Linked DNA regions of Mus musculus: region 1 is linked to region 2. The links are chromatin contacts, called in public HiChIP or PLAC-seq maps. All regions are on one chromosome and are shown on one strand. The core of a region is the stretch at or near the end of the contact, and the rest is flanking DNA. Distances in the headings are between cores, read along the strand shown.

Region 1 (6,700 bases), core at 815-3,314, 62 kb after region 2:
TTGTTTTCCAAGACAGGGTTTCTCTATGTAGCCCTAGTTGTCCTGGAACTCACTTTGTAGACCAGACTGGCCTCAAACTCAGAAATCCTCCTGCCTCTGCCTCCCGAGTGCTGGGATTAAAGGCGTGTGTGCCACCTCGCCTAGCCTGGAACTTGTTCTTAAGACCAGGCTGACCTCGAACTCACCTGCTTCCGCCTCCTGAGTGCGGGGATCAGAGGTGTGGGCACCACTCTGAAAGTTTTTCTCACTGGAACTTGGAGTACATAGTTGCCTTCTATTTTTAAAATGCTAGGTCACTGGTTGAACTTCACTGCTCTTGCTATTGTGTGGTGTATCCAATTGCCTGGATACACTTCTATTCTGCAACATTTTCTGACTAAACCCCTGTGGACTGTGCTTCCTAATGTAGACCCCAGGTCCCCCTGTTGCCCTTTCAGTCTTTCCTTCTAACCCATCTCCATTCTTCTGTGACACCAGCTGATGCACAGAGAGAGAGAGAGACACTCTCTACCAGGGATCCCACAGCCACCAATCACTCTTGGCTAGAATCTTGAGTGAGTAACAGCAACCAAAGAATGATCAACCCACTCAAAGAGACCAGACCTAAGCCAGAAACACGTCACAGCTCTAAGTCCACATGCCTTCATCCCAGTGCAGAAACACAAATAGGGACACACAAGATAATATGCCTCCCCCAGAGGCCCCAAGGACAGCAACTAGCTGAAGCACAAGACAATACCTTCAAAAAGCAAGTATGAATGTGTTCGAGGTCTTAAAGAAGACATGGACAGATGCCCGAAGGAAGGCTTTGAATGCGCAAACAGTTGAATGAAAGAGTAAAGTGTATTCAAGTCATTAAAGTGGAATTTACGAAAGAAATAAAATCAAAGAAGACAACTCAACCGGAAGTGAAACTGGATCTGAAAGACTGGGGATGTCAAACAAAATACTCAGAGACTGGGGCACCAATCAATGCTCACCAGAGAAGCTTCTTGTAGGAGACGGGAATTAATACTGAGCCCACAGCCAGACAGTGCACAGGCAGTAAGAGACAAGCATTCAACCAGGGTGTCTTCATTGAAACTCTTCCCCCAAGGCTCAGGTTCCTCGAAAGAGGAGGAGAAAGGATTCTAAGAGCCCGAGGTGATAGATGAAGCTAGACCTGGCTTAATACACCTGAACTCACCAAAGCCAGGACAGCACATGTTCAAGCCAGACGTGGTCCAGCACTAAGAGGGATAAGTTGACACAGGGCCCCATCTCTAACCAAAACCTATTTGAAACTGATTCCTGTTGGTGGAGGGGAGTTTCCTCCAGTGGGGTGCTACAGAACACACTGGATTTATCAATCACCCCGAGGGCAGCCCCCACGCCCAGAAGTGGTTGGCCAACACAAAAGGATCTCCATGGTTTTGTGTGGTTTTTGTTGCTTAAAATTAGTTTCATGGTTATAATGGGTGCTAAAAGTGCATTTGCATATTTTAAAACGTGATGAGATAAATTGTTAAAAACCAAACTGGACACTTGAAGAATTTTTAAAAGTAATTTTGCCCTTTGACTGGAAGAGAGGCTTCAGTGGTTAGGAGTGCTCAATGCTCTTCCAGAAGACGTGAGTTCAGTTCCCAGCACCCATGTGAGGCGGCCGCCTGTAACTCCAGTTCCAGGGGCTCTGACACCTTCTTCTGGCTTCCATGGGTCTCCATACATGTGTGATAAACATGTATACACACATCAGTAAAAAATAAAATGCTTTTATTTAAAAAGGTAAGGTTTTATTTTTTTATTCCTAAGGTGTAATATGACTGCCCAATTGTTTAATGTAAAAGCATTAAACTCAGAGAAGTGGCTGAGGAGTTGCTCTGAAGGAGCAAAGAGGAAGGCTGGCTTATGCCAGGGAATGTCTTACCTGGGTTCCCACTCTCTCAGCTATGCATTGATTGGTTGGCATCGACTACAGGTTGGGGTGGGAGGTAGAGGGTGAAGGGGGCTTGACTCAGTAGTAGAGAACTTGCCCGGAATGCTGGAGGCCTTGAGTTCCATCTCCTGCATCACAGGGTGAAAAAAGAAAGTTGAGCACAGGTGGCAGAAGGGACTTCCTGGAGGTTGTTTACCTTGGCAGTGGGATCAGGAACATTCCCCAGGCAAGGGCGGCAAAGTTCAGTGTGTGATTATTCCAGGAACACAGAGTACCTGGGTGACCCCCATCTGGAAGATAGCAACCAGACTTTATTTTGACCATAGGTCCAATTAGCCACTTGGGACCTTATTTGAACATTCAAGTAAGATGTTTCTGAAGTGAGAGCAGAAGGTGTGACACGCAGGATCCTAAGTTTACCCTCAGACACTGAGCCAGAGACCTTTGTTGCTGTGCTGGCCGATGGCTAATATGTTTTTGCAAATAACCTCTCTAGTCTCTCCTTTAAAAGCAGAGATAATTCTGATTATAAAACCTTAAACTTGTGACAACAGGCAGGAGGTACCTGGATGGGAGTTGTCCCAGGACTAAGGAAGCAATAAAATTAGAAAAGCAAAGGCCCCAGTGGACCAGATGAGCAGCCTCTTGCTAAAACAAAGCCCCCGAGAGACTGGAACACATGCACACAGAATTGCTGCTGAGTATATGATGTGTCTGGAGTTTCTAGCCTTCTGCTGGCTGCTGAGACACAGGCTAGACAAGAGCTTCACATAATTTTTGATTTTGTTTTGCTTTTTACTATTGTTTGTTTGTTTGTTTGTTTTAGGGACCCTCAGGGAAGTCTGTGTAAGTTGACATCATGCTTCTGGAGAGGTGGCTCACTTGCTGCTCTTCGGAAGGACCCAAGTTCTCTATATCCACGTTAGTGGCTCACAGCCACTTGTAACTCCAGCTCTAAGAGATCTGGTGCCCTCTTCTGGCTTCCTTTGGTAATGCATACATGTGGCATAAACTCACACACACACACACACACACACACACACACACACACACAGAGAGAGAGAGAGAGAGAGAGAGAGAGAGAGAGAGAGAGAGAGAGAGAGGGAGAGAGAGAGAGAGAGAGATACACATAAAAAAGAAGAGATGTTGAAGTGGGGGTGGCTGGAGAGATGTCTCAGCAGTTATGGGTGTTTCCTGCTCTTCCCAAGGATCTGAGTTCGAGTCCTAGCACCCATGTCAGGCAGCTCACAACCTAGTAACTCTAGTTCCAGAGGATCCAACAGCTACTCCTGACCTCCCAGGCACCTGCACTCATGCACACATAGCCACACAAAGACATACCTGTGCAACATTTTAAAAAATAGAATGAATCTTAAGAAAAAAGAGGTATTAGATTGTTGGGAATTGTAAATCAGTCAGTCTGCAAAGCCAGCACCAACCCCCATGCTCTTCCCCTGTGCTTCCACGCTTCCTAATTATAGGAGTCTGGAGTTATCAACGGATCCCCTTTAACCAAAGAATTAGTTTCCCCTCATCCTACTCTGCTTTCTATTGCTATGATAAAAATTTCTGACCAAAAGCAAATAGGGGAAGAAAGAGTTACTAGGCCGACACAGTTTATCATTGAAGGAATCAGGGCAGGAATTCGAGACAAGAACCTGGAGTCCAGAAGTGTCACAGAGGCCACAGAGAAATGGTGCTCACTGACGTCCTTTGCATGGGCTCGTTCAAGGAGCACTTGCCAGGAGGAGGTCACAGTCCATAGATCTCACAGCAATCATTAATTTAAAACAAAACAAACAAAACTCCCCGCCCCACTGTGATGGTTTGTATATATATATATATATATATATATACTTGGCCCAGGGAGTGGCACTATCTACAGGTGTGGTCTTGTTGCAATAGGTGTGGCCTTGATGGAGTAGGTGTGTCAACTGTGGGTTTGGGCTTTAAGACCCTTGTCCTAGCTTCCTAGAAGCCAGTCTTCCACTAGCAGCCTTCGGGTGAAGATGTAGAACTCTCAGCTCCTCTTGCACCATACCAGCCTGGATGCTGCCATGCACCCACATTGATGATAACGGACTGAACCTCTGAACCTTTAAGCCAGCCCCAATTAAATGTTGTCCTTATAAGAGTTGCCTAGGTCATGGTGTCTGTTCCCACCAGTAAAACCCTATCTAAGACACCCACAGACTTGTCTATAGGGCAATCTGATAGTCATTTCTTCAGCTGAGGGTTCCTCTTCCAAATTAGATCTAGTTTGTGTCAAGTTGTTAAAAAGCTAACCAGCACTGGTTCTCACAGCAGGGTTCTAGGATGCTGACTGGTAAGACATGTCAACCTTTGCCAGTCCTTTGTCAGAGGTCCCAGATCTCAGTTGCAGCAGCCCCAGGACAAGCATTTCCCCAGTCTGTGAAAACCTCATTTGGACAGGAAAGTTGGGATCATTCTGAGTAATATTTGTCTAGAGACTTAGCAAATTACAACTTTATGGAAAATAATTTTTTGTCCCCCCACCCCCTTTTTTGGTCAGAAAATAATTTTTAATCATGAAATATGTTTGGAATGTGGGAGGTTGATGATCAAGAGATGGGCTGGAGAGACGGCTCAGTGGTTAAGAGCACTGACTGTTCTTCCAGAGGATTCAGGTTCAGTTCCCAGCACCCACATGACAGTTTACAACTGTCTGTAACTCCAGTTTCAGGGAATCTGACACTTTCACATAGACATACATGCAGGCAAAACACCAATGCACCGTGTGTGTGTGTGTGTGTGTGTGTGTGTGTGTGTGTGTGCGTGCGTGTGTGTGTGTGTGTGTGTGTGTGTGTGTTATTTTCTCTCTTGAAATATGGTCTCTAAGTCTTTTATCTGAAGTATAGGTTTGGATTCAAGAGGACTTGCCTGATGTAAGTCAACACTTCTAGACATACATCCAGTCTCAAGGGCTCTTGCAGACACTAATGTTTTGTTTTGCTTTTAAAGATTTTATTTATTTTATATATGTGTGAGTATACTGTAGCTGACTTCGGACACACCAGAAGAGGACATTGGATCCTGTTACAGTTGGTTGTGAGCTACCATGTGGTTGCTGGGAATTGAACTCAGGACCTCTGGAAGAGCAGTCAGTGCTCTTAACGGCTGAGTCATCTCTCCAGCCCCAGAAACTAATGTTATCATTCAAGATTGTGCTGGAAAGTCTGGGAAAGTTGGGCTGGTGAGCCGGCTCAGCGGATAAAGGTGCAGTATGAAAGCCAGATGATTTGAGTTTGATTCCATGGTGGAAAGATTGAAAATACTCCTGAAAGTTGTCATCTGATCTCCACAATTACATGTGGGACACTTGTGCCCACATTGAAACACATACACACACATACACATAGACACACACACCCCACCACCACCACCAATAATAATAATAACAATAGTAATGATAATAATAATGTTAATTATTTTATTTTTATTTGTTTATGTATTTTGAAATAAAGTCTCTCTCTCTGTATTCATACCTTGCTGTCCTGGCACTCTATATGTAGACCAGTTTGAACTTAGAGGTCCACCTGCCTCTGCCTCCCAAGTACTAGGATTAGAAATATATTGTACCCTGTATGGCTATGAATGTTTATCTTATGTAGATGTGTGAGTGCCTGCATATAGGTTTGTTGTCCCGCGCTATCAGCTCGCCAGCAAGAATGCACACGGAACACCAGGATCCTTCTGCAGCAAAACGTTTATTGCATCTTGAAGAGGAAGACCCCAAGCCCCAGAAAGGCGCTGCTTATATACACCCTAGCGTGGTGTGTCCATGCCTGACTGGTCGCTTACCCATGATCTCATTGACACGCCCCGGGGTGGGCTATGACTTGGCGCGAACACACTCTTGCACATGCGCACACGGCTTGTCGAGCTGGCACAGCGGAAGCTGGCGCCATCTTGTGATGGCGAATGTTATGGGGCTCTCCACAGTTTGTGTGCCATCCATATGCCTGGTGCCCAAGAGAATTGAAAAAAGCTTCAGATGCCATGGAGCTGGAGTTACAGGTGGTGTGAGACACCAGTGGGTGCTGGGAATTGAACCCAGGTCTTTTGCAAAAGCAACAAACACTCCAAACCACTGAGCCATTCTTAACTGCTGAACCACCTTTCTAGCCCCATGTTTAAAAGGATGTCTTAAAATATGAAATAGTTCATAAATTGCTTGGCATCCTTACACAGGGTCACATTAACCATCTCTGTATCAGTCCTGTTTTGGTACATGTGCTGCCATTGTGAGGTCTAAGAATTTGTTTTTCAGAGAACTTGGTAAGTAAGCAAAGGGCCATATGTTTTATTTTATCTCACTAATTGATATTTTTTAGACAGGGTTTGTATATAGCTCAGACTATAACAGGGCCCCAGACCTTAGCACAACTGACTCCATGGTGGAAGGAAGTACCATTCAGGCTGTAAAACTTAGCATATAGCACCACTTGCCAAAAATGAAAACAAAGATCTAATCCACCAAAGTCCATAGTTCTGGGAAAATCTCAAACTGTACTAACCTTGCATTTTAGCTTCTGTCGTTCCACTTTCTAGCTAATTGTTCTTGTTAACTGAAGTATGTCAACCCAGAGCATGATTTGTATGCTTAAAAGCTCATCCTGAGAAATGCTTGGGGCTATAGTCACCAGTCAGCTAACAAAGGCTTTCTATTGGCTTAAACCCATGTCCAAGCAGGCTTCTCTGCTGAACACCCCACAATGAGACTATTCTTGCACTTAGGATCCTCCAGCCTCTGCCTCCTGAGTG
Region 2 (6,613 bases), core at 2,377-4,876:
CTTGTCTAAACTACAGGTAAGGGGCTTCTGGGTAAATTCCCCTGGCTAGGGTTATGAAAGATGGCTTTCACCAGAGTCTGGAGCAAAACATCTAGAAGTCTTCTGGGTTGCATCTTGTGACATGAAGGGGAGGAGAGTTTGTTTCCAGTCAAGATGATCCAATGACAGTCGGCAAGATCCCAGCTAAAGAGCAAAGTGTCAAGGAAACCCTGAGCATATTTCTTGTCCACTCTCAGCCCATCTGACACCAACAGAGATAGAGTCAGGACCAAAGCAGGAACCAGACAGAGCTCTGCTTCCAGTTAACTGTGTGGCTCACTTTAGAGGAATCTGTTTTCTTAAACACCAAGGCCCCCACCCCCTTTCCCTGCTTCTGTTTGTCCAGCGTATCGATGGCACATGTGTTATAATGGAAAACTTCAAGGCAGGGACCTCTCCTTCAACAGCAGAGCCTAGAATGGGATCTGACAATACAATACGGCAGATGAGCAGACAGTTAAATGAAAAACAAGGGGGAGCCCCATGATTCACTTCTTATCCAGTAGGAATAGCTACCATCCAGAAAGCAGGTGACAGCAAATGCTGGCGAGGATGTGGAGGAGGAGGGAGTCACTGCTAATAGGAATGTAAATGTAAACTAGTGTGACATAGAGATTACTATAGAAGTTTAAGAAATTAAAAACAGGGAAGGTGTTCATGGACCTCCACCCCTACCGGAGGAGGAGGAGCTATGGACTGTCGAGGCTTCTGGAGGGAGAGTCAATTCATTTTGAGGGCGGGATGGACACCACGCCTTCAAAAGTATATGGACACCACGAATTGCAGTCACGTTATTTTTTTAAATGTCATAAAAAAATTAAGAGTATAACTTTCAAATGACTCAGCTGTACTACTACTGGGCATATTCCCAAAGGACTCCATATCCTACCACAGGCACACTTGGTCATCCGTGTTACCATTATACTGTTCTTAATACAAAGGAATGGAACCAGCCTGAATCTTCAGCCAGTGAGTAGATAATGGAAATGACGTATGCCAAGTGGAGGTTTGTTCATCTGTAAATAAGAATGTAACTGTGAGCTGGGCACTGGTGGCGCACGCCTTTGATCCCAGCACTTGGGAGGCAGAGGCAGGCAGATTTCTGAGTTCAAGGCCAGCCTGGTCTACAGAGTGAGTTCCAGGACAGCCAGGGCTATACAGAGAAACCCTGTCTCAAAAGACAAAAAAGTATAGTAACAGATGTGTGTTTGTTGCTGGAAATTGAACTCATGATTTCATGTGTCCTAGAGACTCAGGAATGCTAGGCGTCCTCCCTGCCTCTCAGCTACACCTTAGCCCTAACCACTGGTGATTTGGGAAGCTGGGTGATAGATCTATGGAATGTAACTGTGAAATCTTTAGAAAAACTGATAAATCTGGAAATTATTATATTAAACAAGGTGACCTCATTTCAGAAAGACTCTACCTCTTCTTATCTCACTTATGGATCTTAGCTTTCAGTGTGTGTGTATGTGTGTGTGTGTGTGTGTGTGTGTGTGTGTGTGTAGGTTTTGAGCAAGAGTGGCTATAGGTTCTTGTAGGACCCCCATCATCCAGGTTGAATAGCCTTCATTTCACTACAACAGCTGTGACTATTTGCAAGTGACCCCCCCCAAGCTCTCTCCCCACCCCAGCCCTAGATTGGGCTTGTTGACTTTTAAAGTTCCCACCTAGAAGGAGGGGTTGGACCCTCCCCTGAGATCCCTGAAGCTCTGTCTCACCTCCTGCCCCTGCCCTCATTTCACATGACCTTGTGGGGCTAGAGTATATACACTGGAATGTCAGAGTGAGGCGATGCCGTCTATGCAGCTGTAGGGGAAGCTCATCCCTGCTGCATGAAACGGCTTTGCAGTCACCCAGGGTCCTATAAGTGTCCTTTCCCCGAGCTCTGTGAGTCAGCCTGTTACACTCACTGGTCTCCCAGGTTGGACTCTGGTGGAATTATCTTTGGTTTGCGGTTGGTGCCCTGTAAGGAGGGAGTTGGCCATTGTTTACATCTCCCCAGGAGAGAGTTTGAGTAACAACAGTTGGGAAACCAGAAAGGGAACAAGAGAGGGAAGAGCGGTGCTGAGGAAGGTGGCGTGGGCAAGAGAGCATGCGACAGGAGATTGAAGATGGTGCCTGTCAGTCCAAGTGGGGCAGTGGGGTGGAGGAGGAGAGTAGACAAGAACAACTTCCATTTGAAAATACCACAATAAGACCTAATGCTTCATATGCTAATTAAAAGAATCTAAGGCCTGAAACTCTTCATAAGCATCACTTACTATAATATATTAAAACAGTCAACAGGCAACAGTCAGCAGAAAGCAAGCTCTTCTTAAGGCGTCTTGGGTTTTGTCCAGATGCTGCTCAGCCACCTGCTCCTGGTGCTGGATGCCCTGGGCTGAGAGAAGGGGACACCGTAGGGACAGTTGGAACCACCCTCGTCCCCACCCTGTTTTCTCTGCCCTTTGCCCTCCTTTTCTCCTTCCCGCACATTCCTCCTCCTCAGACTCTTATCTTTCCATTTTCAGTGTGCTGGATCTTGGAGCTCCCGGGAGTATTTGGAAGTTGGTTCCGTCATGGCAGAAGTCAAGGTGGAGGTGGCCAGCATAGACTGGCAGAAGCGATGCCTATCCCTGGAAACACAGCTTTTCCGCTTCCGCCTTCAGGCCAGCAAGATAAGGGAGCTGCTGGCTGACAAGGTGAGTCCCTGGAGAGCAGGTAGTTCCCTCACATCCTCAGTGCAGGGGCAGGCAGAACACACTCACTCACGCACACGCTCACACACACACACACTCACATACACATACTCACACACACACACACACTCACACACACACACACACTCTCTCTCTCTCTCTCTCTTTCTCTCCCTCTTTCCCTCTCTCCCACCTTCCCTCCCTCCCTAAGACTTTGCTACATTTTTCATGAAAAATGAAAACTCAAAAGCTGTCATGTGACATTTCTCCTGGCTCTGCCACCTCAGGTGCCAGGCATGGACAAATGATACAGTTGAGCTGGCATGGTGTAGCAGAGCTTTAATTCCAGCAGTCGGGAAGCAGAGGCCCGCAGAGCTCACTGAGTTCAAGGCCACTCCCATCTTTGAAGGATTCAAGGCCAACCTGGGCTATGTAATGAGGTTGTCAAAAACAATTAAAATTTAAAAAACGATAAGGTCTTCTGGGTTCTCTGTCGCTTTGAGCCGCAGTGGCTTATCTTTCTCATCATTTCTCTTGCTGTTACTACTGCTGTTAACACTTTATCCTCTTTTGGGGCTGGACGGCACTTTAGGAGTACAATGGGAGTCCCCACCCTCCTGCCCATCCCTTATTATCAGGAGAGCCTCAGAAAGTGCCTGATTTTCTGGGGACAACAAATAAGCTTTGGAAAAAGACATGCCTGGCTCTATGAACTTCCACCTCTCAGGCCAGGGTGTTCTATATCTCTGAGCTATTTTGAGATGTATCTGATAACTTATGTAAGAGTTCAGACACAAATTAAGTAATGTGAACAGGTGTGCTATCTTTATAAGCTTAGGTAGGCTGGTCTGCAACACTGAGCACTGTTGTCACATGTCTCTGGGAAGGGACATCAAGTGGCTGACTCTCACAGGTATAACCTGTTCAGAGAGTGGAGAGCTGCAGTTAAAATGTATCTGTGTGAGTACACAGCAGGGGATGACTCAGCTAACTGTTCTCTTGATGGTTCTGATTATAGTGTCAGTGTACTTAGCTAATCCTTTCTTGGTACAAAGGTAAGGCCCAGCTCACCCTTATAAGTAAGGTCCAAGCCTTGATTAGTAAAGCTGGAAAGAATGGAACAAATAACCAGCTCCCTCTGGTGCTTCTGCAGCCTGGAGTTTGGGGAGCAAGTGGGTAGTGTCATTTTGGCATTCCCATGGCTGGGGCGTGGCCTTGAACTAGATTGGACTTGAACTCTTGAACTTGCTTGAGTCTGTTGGCATTGCTTTCTTAGTTCAGACAGCGTAGGGTTCCTGTGGATGCCAGCGGGTACTGCCGCCTCAGGGAAAGGATAGTGGGTCTAAGGATGGCGTGGTCAGAACCCCTTTCCCAGAACCACCCAGTGGGTTGTCTGTTCTTGGGTTGCTCAGTCCTCCTGTCTTAAGCCTTCAGAGTGCTGTTAATGTCTGGTTAACAGGCTCCTAGAATGGTTTTGTCGGTAAAGTTTGAGGACCTTGCCTTAGCCTGTGGTGTTGGGGGAGGGAATGAGGGAAAGAGACTATAAGGGGCTCTGCTCAGCCAAGTGGGCTGGAACACATCTCAGGGGGAAGACTTCTGAAATAAAAGTACTACAATGAAATAGCCTCAGATAAAACAAGAGGACCTCGAATGGAGCCCATGGAAACTCTGAAGGAATGAGAGATAAATAGCTCTGGAACACAGCAAGACCCCTCCCCAGAAAGGGGACAAAGAGACAAAGCAGGAGTGAAATGGGGTAGGTGGCTAGCCTCCCTGGTGGTCACACTGGGCTTCAGGTTGGAGTTTTTACATCTGTGGAGTCAGATGAGGTTTGGCTACTTAGAGCTAAAAAATAACCCAGAATCTCCTGTGTACTCTGGACTATTTACAAATGGAAATGCGAGAAGATCACCCACCAGCACCAGGAGATGCAGGAGATGCAGGAGGTGCCGGGAGCGTCTCAGACAGAAGGCTCTGGGAAGAACAATGCTTTAACAGTTGGATTTGTACAGCTGTGTGATTCAAGAACCTGAGTTCTGAGTCAGGGGTGGGTAACACAGGAGAAACTTGTAGGAACAGACTCAATGCTTTGGAGAAACAAGACTTCACTGCAGGTCCCCAGGAATCAGATTTAGTGAAGATGAACATAAAACTCAAAATGACTAGTGCCAGGGGTGGGGGTGGGGTAATCTGTAGTTAGTAGGAATTCACCTATGCAAGAGACAGTTGGACTTCTAATGATACAACTGTGGACAAGAGACTGTAAGTTAGTTCATTAAAAACTACTGATGATGGAATAAAGAAACTGAAGACTTGAGACAAGAACAACACTGTATCCAAAAGACCAGACTGACTTTAAAAGCCAGATAGACCTTTGAGAAAGTCTCCTCATTGAAATTAGTGGATAGATTAAATATCTGGTTGTGCACCGGAAGTTGGGCTGTGTGCCTATTACAAGGGATCAAACCTAGTACCTTGTGTGTGGCGCGATACAGCAGGATGTGGATGCAGGATGCTGAGAACCTGTCTGTTCCAGATCACGCTCCCTCACAGCCATGGAGAGGAACGTGGAGAGAGGCGTTATTTGAAAAGCTCATACCTACAAACAGCTTGAAAAGAGAGGTGAAGCTGCAGATTTGGAGACCACGAGGAGTGAGAACAGGCTACAGAACTTAAACATCTCCGTCTTCTGTTTTTAGCTACTTCACCGTGTGGCTGCTGTAAGAACCACACAGCGGTTAGACAGACACATGCTTGTTTCTGTCATGTGTAACTTCCCAGACAGAAGCAGTCCAGCCCCGAGCTGGATGATGGTTCACCTTGGTGGCCCTGGTTGCACTCTCTCCATCTAAGTGTATGACCCAGAGGTTGCTTGTGTTCTTTCTGCCCAGATCCCACTGGCCAAATCTTAGTCGCGTGGTCATGCTCAGCATCAAAGAAGACTGGGAAATGTCTTTATTCTCGTTCAGCTAAAAGCTGGGTATATTATTTTGTAGAGGAGAGAATGCATCACACAAAAACCAGCGATTTCTCTCCTTGCTTCTCCCTGTTTTCTCATTTTGTGGTACTAGGGATAGAACCCAGGACCTCATGCGTGCTACACAAGCCCTCTACCACCAAGTTACCGTCTCAGTAATCACCTGCCTTTGAGGCTAGAATAATAAAAGTGATAATAAAACCAAAAAGAAAAAACAATAAATAAATAAATAAATATAAAAGTGATAAGTAAAAATAAGTTATACACTAACTCACATCACTACAGTGAGGAAATGGAACAAAGAAAGTCTCCTGAGCCATGGTAAATGGGAAAGGAAGAATAGACAAGGGGACTATAGGCCAGCTATGGTAAGGATGCCTGTGACCCCAGCTCTCGGGAGGAATTCTCTCCTGATTTCCTTGCAGAAGGATCATAGCAAGGTCAGGTAGGGCTACATGAGATTTTGGCTCAAAAAAAAACAAAACAAAACAAAACAAAACAAAACCCAAACCAAACAAACAAAAGGAGTAGAGGACCTACAGGAGGGACAAAAATGCATTGGTAGGAAATAAATCTAAATCTATCAGTCATAGGTGACATATAAGAAATATATATATAGTGGTGCTGATGTATGAAAAGTAGGAACGTGTCTAGTCAGAGCTAAACCTGCCTGTGAGCACAGCACTCAGGAGACTGGTGTAGTCTTCTGAAGCCACACGGAGGACGTCAAGTAGGCCCCCAAACCTTTGCTTTATCTGTACTGTTTTGTCCAGTGTGTAAAAGGTAGGCGTAAGAATGTTGGGCACAAACTTTGGGGTGTTGGGAATCAGGCTCAGGGCTTTGTACATGGTAAGCAATGTTTTATTTTTCTGAGTTGCACCCCCAGCTTTGGGGGGGATTCTGTTGTTGTTTTGAG

What was found. HiChIP or PLAC-seq counts read pairs in DNA pulled down with a chosen protein or histone mark.
Region 1: a contact with region 2 is called in an H3K4me3 HiChIP or PLAC-seq map of intestinal villus epithelium, with 6 read pairs. The contact joins the promoter of 9230116L04Rik here to the enhancer-like site in region 2. A contact is called at or near these places in 2 of 15 datasets of contacts at CTCF or cohesin (the NIH/3T3 cell line and large pre-B cells), 3 of 484 Hi-C or Micro-C datasets (bone marrow-derived macrophages, nephron progenitors and visceral endoderm), 10 of 115 datasets of contacts at active chromatin or transcription factors (embryonic hindbrain, embryonic stem cells, extraembryonic endoderm stem cells and 3 more) and 3 of 9 other capture datasets (adipose tissue, liver and pancreatic islet).

What each region holds. Positions count from the first base shown.
Region 1 is chr12:79,101,875-79,108,574 of GRCm38.p6, forward strand. 9230116L04Rik (RIKEN cDNA 9230116L04 gene) reads right to left here and starts at 2,065. Exons shown (of 3, transcript NR_110486.1): 1 at 1,907-2,065.
Region 2 is chr12:79,037,940-79,044,552 of GRCm38.p6, forward strand. Plekhh1 (pleckstrin homology domain containing, family H (with MyTH4 domain) member 1) reads left to right here. Exons shown (of 29, transcript NM_181073.3): 2 at 2,553-2,723. The coding sequence starts at 2,601. Among named protein-coding and RNA genes, the nearest start is that of Plekhh1, 12 kb to the left of the region's middle. Within about 2 kb of position 3,627, at least 46 of the 459 cell types and tissues checked have an H3K27ac peak or open chromatin away from gene starts, as enhancers often do. A contact at or near this core is called in extraembryonic endoderm stem cells, intestinal crypt epithelium and intestinal villus epithelium, where this site is marked.